Regions from separate parts of the Rattus norvegicus genome. Here region 2 is linked to region 1. The links are chromatin contacts, called in public HiChIP or PLAC-seq maps. All regions are on one chromosome and are shown on one strand. Each heading gives the region's core, a stretch centred on a gene start, on an enhancer-like site or on the middle of the called end of the contact. The rest is flanking DNA. Distances are from core to core; before and after follow the strand shown. Region 1 holds the start of Dctpp1 (dCTP pyrophosphatase 1). Region 2 holds the start of Fbrs (fibrosin).

Evidence for each region. HiChIP or PLAC-seq counts read pairs in DNA pulled down with a chosen protein or histone mark.
Region 2: a contact with region 1 is called in an H3K27ac HiChIP or PLAC-seq map of oligodendrocytes, with 7 times the contacts expected there. The contact joins the promoter of Fbrs here to the promoter of Dctpp1 in region 1. A contact is called at or near these places in 3 of 12 Hi-C or Micro-C datasets (Schwann cells, frontal cortex and liver) and 1 of 1 datasets of contacts at active chromatin or transcription factors (oligodendrocytes).

Annotation. Positions count from the first base shown.
Region 1 is chr1:191,309,760-191,312,993 of GRCr8, forward strand. It overlaps Dctpp1 (dCTP pyrophosphatase 1), which reads right to left and starts at 1,567. Exons shown (of 3, transcript NM_138892.1): 1 at 1,414-1,567; 2 at 417-527. The coding sequence starts at 1,514.
Region 2 is chr1:191,518,504-191,521,737 of GRCr8, forward strand. Fbrs (fibrosin) reads left to right here and starts at 1,645. Exons shown (of 17, transcript XM_006230374.4): 1 at 1,645-3,234. Prr14 (proline rich 14) reads left to right here. Exons shown (of 12, transcript NM_001401701.1): 8 at 1-156; 9 at 288-357; 10 at 436-527; 11 at 765-836; 12 at 929-1,302. The coding sequence ends at 1,205.

The sequences.
Region 1 (3,234 bases), core at 317-2,816:
TATTTCAGCTCTACACAGAGGTAAAATGCTTGTGACAACTGTCTGCCACCCCCAACACACACACACTCACTCTTTTTCCTTTGAGACAGGGTTTCTCTGCATAGCCCCAGCATCTTGAAATCCGCTGTAGAGCAGGCTGGCCTCAAACTTACATATCCACTGCCTGCCTGACTCATGCTGCACCACTACAGCCCTGCTGACTGTTCTTAGACCTCAGTCTACCTCACTGTTCTACACTTTCATTCTCTCCCTGGAAACTTCCTGGCACCCTACAGGGACTGTGGCCCTTGTGACTTCAGCAGCAGCACAGAATACAGCTGTAAGGAAAATAAAACAAACCCCAGTTTTTGAGGCTCAAATACATTCTCTCTCCACCCCCAAAACAGCCTCTTCCAGGAAGCCTCCCATCTACTCACAAGAGTTCTGCCAGCTCGCCCACTTCTCCCACCAAGGCTAGGAGCAGGTTCCGAGGCTGGTGGAACTGTTCCCAGTCCCGCTCAGCAGCAAACTCTGCATGGAGGCGTCGGCTGAAATAAAGGAGTGGAGGTTCAAGTCTCAGGGTTAGAGGACAAGATGCAGGTACCCAGCATACACCTATAAGGACACAGGCCTAGGAATTTTAACAGTCGATTTCTTGGATGTCCTTAAGTTACTACCTTTTTTTTTTTTTTAAAGATTTATGTATTTTATGTGAGTGCACTGTAGCTGTCTTCAGACACACCAGGAGAGGACATCGGATCCCATTGCAGATGGTTGTGAGCCACCATGTGGGTGCTGGGAAATGAACTCAGGACCTCTGGAAGAGCAACCAGTGCTCTTAACCACTGAGCCATCTCTCCAGCCCCAAGTTTCTACCTTTTAATAAGACTTTCTTATTGTCAGGAAATAAACGTGCCCCTGTACAGATTTTACCCTCAAGTCAAATTTAGCAACAACACCCTTTATTATTCCATTTTTTTTTTTACTGCTAGTTCTTCTGGTACTCAACCTTAACGCCCCTATTCCCGCACACCTAGGTCTAACTAAATCACAGGATGTAATTTTGAGACATTGCCCACTGAGGCCTTCCTTGACATTCTGCAAGGAAAAAAAAAAAATAAAACATTTCTATGCTTCAGCTTCCCCTGTTCAACTGCCCATCACTCCTAGGGTGCAGAGGTACTATCCGACCTCTGTAACCTCTCCAAGGTTGTACTAAAAATTGGTACTAACATGCCCAGGGGCGTCACCCAATTTCCCTGGCTTCAAGTGCGCACTGTACACATAAGGTTTGGCTGGGCTCTCCAAAGAACTGCCAGGAGGGCCTGGGTGGACATGGGTATGTTGTTCTTCTTGTGGACCACGTGGAGGGACCCTCCCCACTACAACAAAAAGGTCAGTATCTCCAACCGAGGCTGGACAAGGACTGCTTACATGTCCTCAAGCGTGGGCTCTGGGCTGAAGCTGAACGGGCCGGCAGCAGCAGAGTCTTCTTGCCCCCCATTACCGCACACACCGGTACCAGCTTGGGACATTCCGCCCACCAGTCCCAGCCGCGCGGGAGCAAACTCCGCGCCACGTTCAGAGCCGCCTCTAGGGTTCCGACCAATCACGGTTTCTCTGTTGCGTCCCCGGGGCGGAGCCGGAGGGGGACCCAATCATATAGACGGATTTTTGCTACGCACCGCCTCTTCTCCGGCCTAGACCAATCTGAAGGGAGTTTCAAGTGTATTTTCGGTGCCCTCGAGTTCTTTCGCCCAGGCGAAACTCTTAAAGGGAAAGGTACGAAATCAATCTGGGAAAGAGACAGAACAGAAGCCTAATGTGACGTTGTTTGCTTAATGGGCGCCAGATGGCGCCAAAGTGAAATAGCAGACGCGGAGGAGGCGGGTCCACTCAGAGCAAAAACCCTACAGTTTGTGCGTGGTCACTTAGTTACGCTGTTTAAGGTTCCAGTCTTCACACAATTTGAAAAAGGTTGATGAGAAAAAGTGCAGGCTTCTAGAGAGGAGGAGAATCCAGGCTTTGTAACCCATTTCAGCGTCCTACCCCAGTGGATTCCAATGATTGGAAGCAATTGATCCATCCTTGTCCTACAGGGAGAGGAAGACATTCCTCCTCTTTACCTACAGCATAGAATACATGACACCGCAATTGGTGGCAGGTAGATAGGGTATGGCCGCTGCCCCATGGGTGACTATAACAGCCTTACACAATGCACAAGAGGACACCAAACTCGTTTACATAGGCTAGTTTTTGAAGCATTTTTTAAAAGATTTGTTTTATTTTGTTTGAGTACCCTGTAGCTGTCTTTAGACACACCAGAAGAAGGCACAGGATCCCATTACAGATGGTTGTGAGCCACCATGTGGTTGCTGGGAATTGAACTCAGGACCTCTAGGAAGAGCAGTCGGTGCTCTTAACCACTGAGCCATCTCTCCAGCCCCTTTTAAAGATTTTTTTTTTTTTTTTTTGGTTCTATTTTTGGAGCTGGGGACCGAATTTTAAAGACTTTTTAAAAGACTTGTTTTTTATTCTCTCTCTCTCTCACTCCCCCTTCTCTCTGTCTCTTTCTCCCTCCCTTACCCCCCTGCTCTGTGTGTGTGTGTGTGTGTGTGTGTGTGTGTGTGTGTGTGTGTGTGTGTGTTTCCAAGTATGTCTTTGTACCACTTGTGTGCCTGGTACCCAGGGCATCCAGAAGAAGATGTTAGATCCTGGAACTGAAGTTACAGACACTGTGAAATGCCAGTGGGAACTGGGAATAAAACTGTGGTCCTGGGGTTGGGGATTTAGCTCAGTGGTAGAGCGCTTGCCTAGGAAGCGCAAGGCCCTGGGTTCGGTCCCCAGCTCCGAAAAAAAAGAACCAAAAACAACAACAACAACAAAAAAAAAACCAAAAAAAAAAAAAAAAACCAAAAAACTGTGGTCCTCTACAAGAGCAGGTGGTCTTATCTTTGGAGCCATATTTCCAGACAGGTAAAATTTTTCTTCCTCAAGATCTACAAAAAGATTATGTGTATGCATGTGTGGGTATGTGCATTGGGTGTGTGCACATGAGTGCAGTTGTTGGCAAAGGAATCTCCTGAAGCTAGAGTTATCAGTGGTTCTGAGGTATGAAACCCTGATCCCTGAGCAAGAGAAGCAAAACTATTCTATACAGTGAACTCACTGTAGACCAGGCTGGCCTCGAGATCTGCCGACCTCTGCCTCCCGAGTGGGCCCCCCCATTGCCAGGCAAGTAACAAAGGTTCCCAA
Region 2 (3,234 bases), core at 395-2,894, 210 kb after region 1:
GGGTTGTGGGGAGATGGCCCGGACCCCACCACCTCCTCGGCCCTGTCTCCGGAAAGAGGTCTTCCCTCTTGGAGGAGTGGGAGTCTCACCTTCTCTTGCTACATCTTGTTCAGCCAATGCCTCTGCTTCCTTCTTCTGCGAGCCAGCCGAACCCAGGTAGTGCTCTTAATAGCCCCTCTGGAAGTCTGGCCTCAGGCTGAGCCTGGCCTCCTTGCTCAGTAGTCACTGACAGAAGACAGGTGTGTTGCTGTGCATTCCCTTGTCCTGACTATTAACCATCTCTACAGATTAGGTTCAACAAAGGGGAAGGAGTTAAGAGCGACGAAAGACAAGGTGGTTTCTGATCCAGAGAAGAAGGTAATGAATGAATAGATACAGGAGCCAGCTGAGGCCTCAGCCCATGCCTTTCTTTCACCCTCTGCCCAATTTTTGCAGACCCTGGGGAAGGTTTCTAGATTCAGAATACGGAGGACACCTGTCCGTCTACAACCAAACCTTACACCAATGGGGCTGCCTCGACCAATCAGGTAAGAGGCTCAGATAGAAGGAAGCTCCCTTGACCAACCAGGTAATATTCCCATTCCTGAAGTATAGCTTTATCTCCTCTCAGGAAGCATAGGAACCTGGAAGATTAAATTTGGCATGGACATGGCTTGTGCTTAGAACTTCAACTATCATTTCTGACTGGCCCAGAAACCAAAATTCTCATCAGCCCATAGGTATTGCCTATGCCTTTCCAGTCAGTGCCTTTGCTCTGTTTCCAGGTTGAATAAGAAGGAGTTCACATTGGAAGAAATTTATACCAATAAGAATTACCAATCACCCACAGCCAGAAGGTGAGGAACTTGGAAGGTCTGAGGGCAGGAGAGGGCTGTTTGAACCAGGGAGGAGAATCCTGCTAAAGATCGATTCTCTCTGCCTGACCCAGGACCTTTGAGACCATCTTTGAGGAACCACAGGAGCGCAATGGAACTCTGATTTTTACCAGCTCTAGGAAGCTCCGAAGGGCAGTAGAGTTTCGGGACAGTAGCCTTCCTCGATCCCGGCGACCATCACGAGGGGTCCGAACTGCAGCCAGCAGAACCCTTACTCCCAATCTGGCACCCAGCCAGGATGTGGGATCTCTACTGCAAGAACGACTGAAGGAGCTAGATGCCTTGCTCCTAGAGGAGGAGATAGACAGGGAACACCCTTGTCACCTCTAGGAGCTCCAACTGTTTGTCCATCCGTCCTTTAGGGAGGGGAGAAATCTCTGAATCAATTGTATTTTTTTCTCTATATTTCTATAAAGTTTTCAATATATGTTTCTGACTCCTTTGTGTCTCCAGCAGAGTTTGAGATCAATTAGTTATACTAGCTGATGTTTTTATGTTGTTCACCCAAGGAGTAGAGGTGGGGGGCAGTATCAGAAAAAAGGGTTGCAAAAAAAGGAAATGGAGTGGTCACTGGAGATTGCCCACCCCACTCTCATCTCCTGGCAGTGCTGGGGGATCAAACCTAGAATCTTGTATATACTATCTCTGAGCTACATCCCTAATTCAGAGATAACACTCTTGGGAACTCTTTTATGGGGTGATACGGGTATGCCAAGGATACACAACTCATTTATATCATAGAAAGTAAAAGGCTTTGGACCAGATTAAGGCCTTGATCAAGATGGTCTTTAATTCTTCCCAAATGCCGTAATCACCCACTTAGGACAATCTATCATAGATATTTGACCAGCATAAGCCCTATTAGGGAATTTTATCACCTTATTATATAAACCAGAAAACAAGGTTTGTCAAGGAAACATCCACATTAACAGCCAGGGACTGTGAGGTGGCTCAGCTGATGAGCATAGTAACCAGAAGTCGATCCCCAACACCCAGGAAAATGTTGAAAACGCCACAAAGTTGTCCTCTGGTCTCAGCATGCATGTAATGGCACTCGCACCTCCACATATTTCATGCCTACACAATAATAATACATTTTAAAAAATCAGAGATCAGAGCGGTATAACGTAAGCGCTGCAGAAGGTAGCACAGTGGCTAGGCCCTTCACTCTGGAGTTAGAATCCTGGCAGTTTGACAGCAGATACCCTTAGTAAAATGGATCGAATAGCAAATATTTACCTCGGAACTCATTACCAAATGAATTAATGCGAGAGAGTAATCCGCACTCGAGTGCAAAGTGTTTATTATTGTTGAGCACTGGAAGTGAAGGCCACCGCTCCAACCCCGCAGGAACAAGAGCTTGGTCTCCGCCCTACCGCTGACTAGGTATGCTCCGACGCTACCGTTGACCAATCCGCCCAAAGATGGGCAGAAGGCGTTAGCGCCCTGCGCTTGCGCAAAATACCAACTGGCAAAAGGCAGACCCTACACATCACAGAAGCGCACCTAGGACAGCCTAACGCCTACCAGTGGTCCGCCTCCTCTTACTCCAGGCACCACCTCCCAGTGCCTCGCCTGTCGCCGTCAGTAGATGGCCAATAAACGAAGAGCAGGAAGAGGCGGGTGGCCTAAGGGATCACTCCAAACACCTAGTTCGGACCAGTCCAGTCACAAGACCTGGGGAGGGCGGGGCTAACCTGACAACCCAATCCAAGATTTGAAGGCGGTTACATCCGGCACTTCCGCGACTTTGACTCCGCCCTTTGCATTGACGTATACTTGCCAACCTATAAACGCCTGAGTCTCGGAGGGGGGGGGAAGGAGGCGGAGAGAGGAAGGAGGCGTTGGCTGAGAAGGAAGAGGGAGGAGGGGCAGGGAAGTTCTGGTGGGGAAGAGGCCGAAGACTCCCAAGAAGACAACAGGAGGATACGGTGGAGTTCCTCGCTGCCCAGCGGCCTTTCCGGATCCTTCTATATACAAGCCAGTTAGGAACGGAGGAAAGGAGGAAGAGTCTTTTATGTCGGAGGACAGAGAGAGAAGCTCTATCCGTCACCGTTGCCTCACATCCGGGACTTTGGAAGGCAGGCTCCGCCCCCTTGCACCTTTCAAGGCTACAAGAGGCGTAGACCTCTTTAAATCTCCTTAAAGGGGTGGGTACCGAACTCGGCCGACTCCAACGCCAGCCTTAAAGGGGAAAGCAGCCGAAGCTGACAAACAACTCCTGTTGGAAGAATTGGGACAAGCGGAGTTTTCCTACCTCCTGTCCCACGCAAGAAGTTCATTAAATTCATCTTAAAGGGGAAGTGACAGCTTGTGAAGAGCTAGAAACTTAACTACGATCTCTTCAAAGGAACAGCTC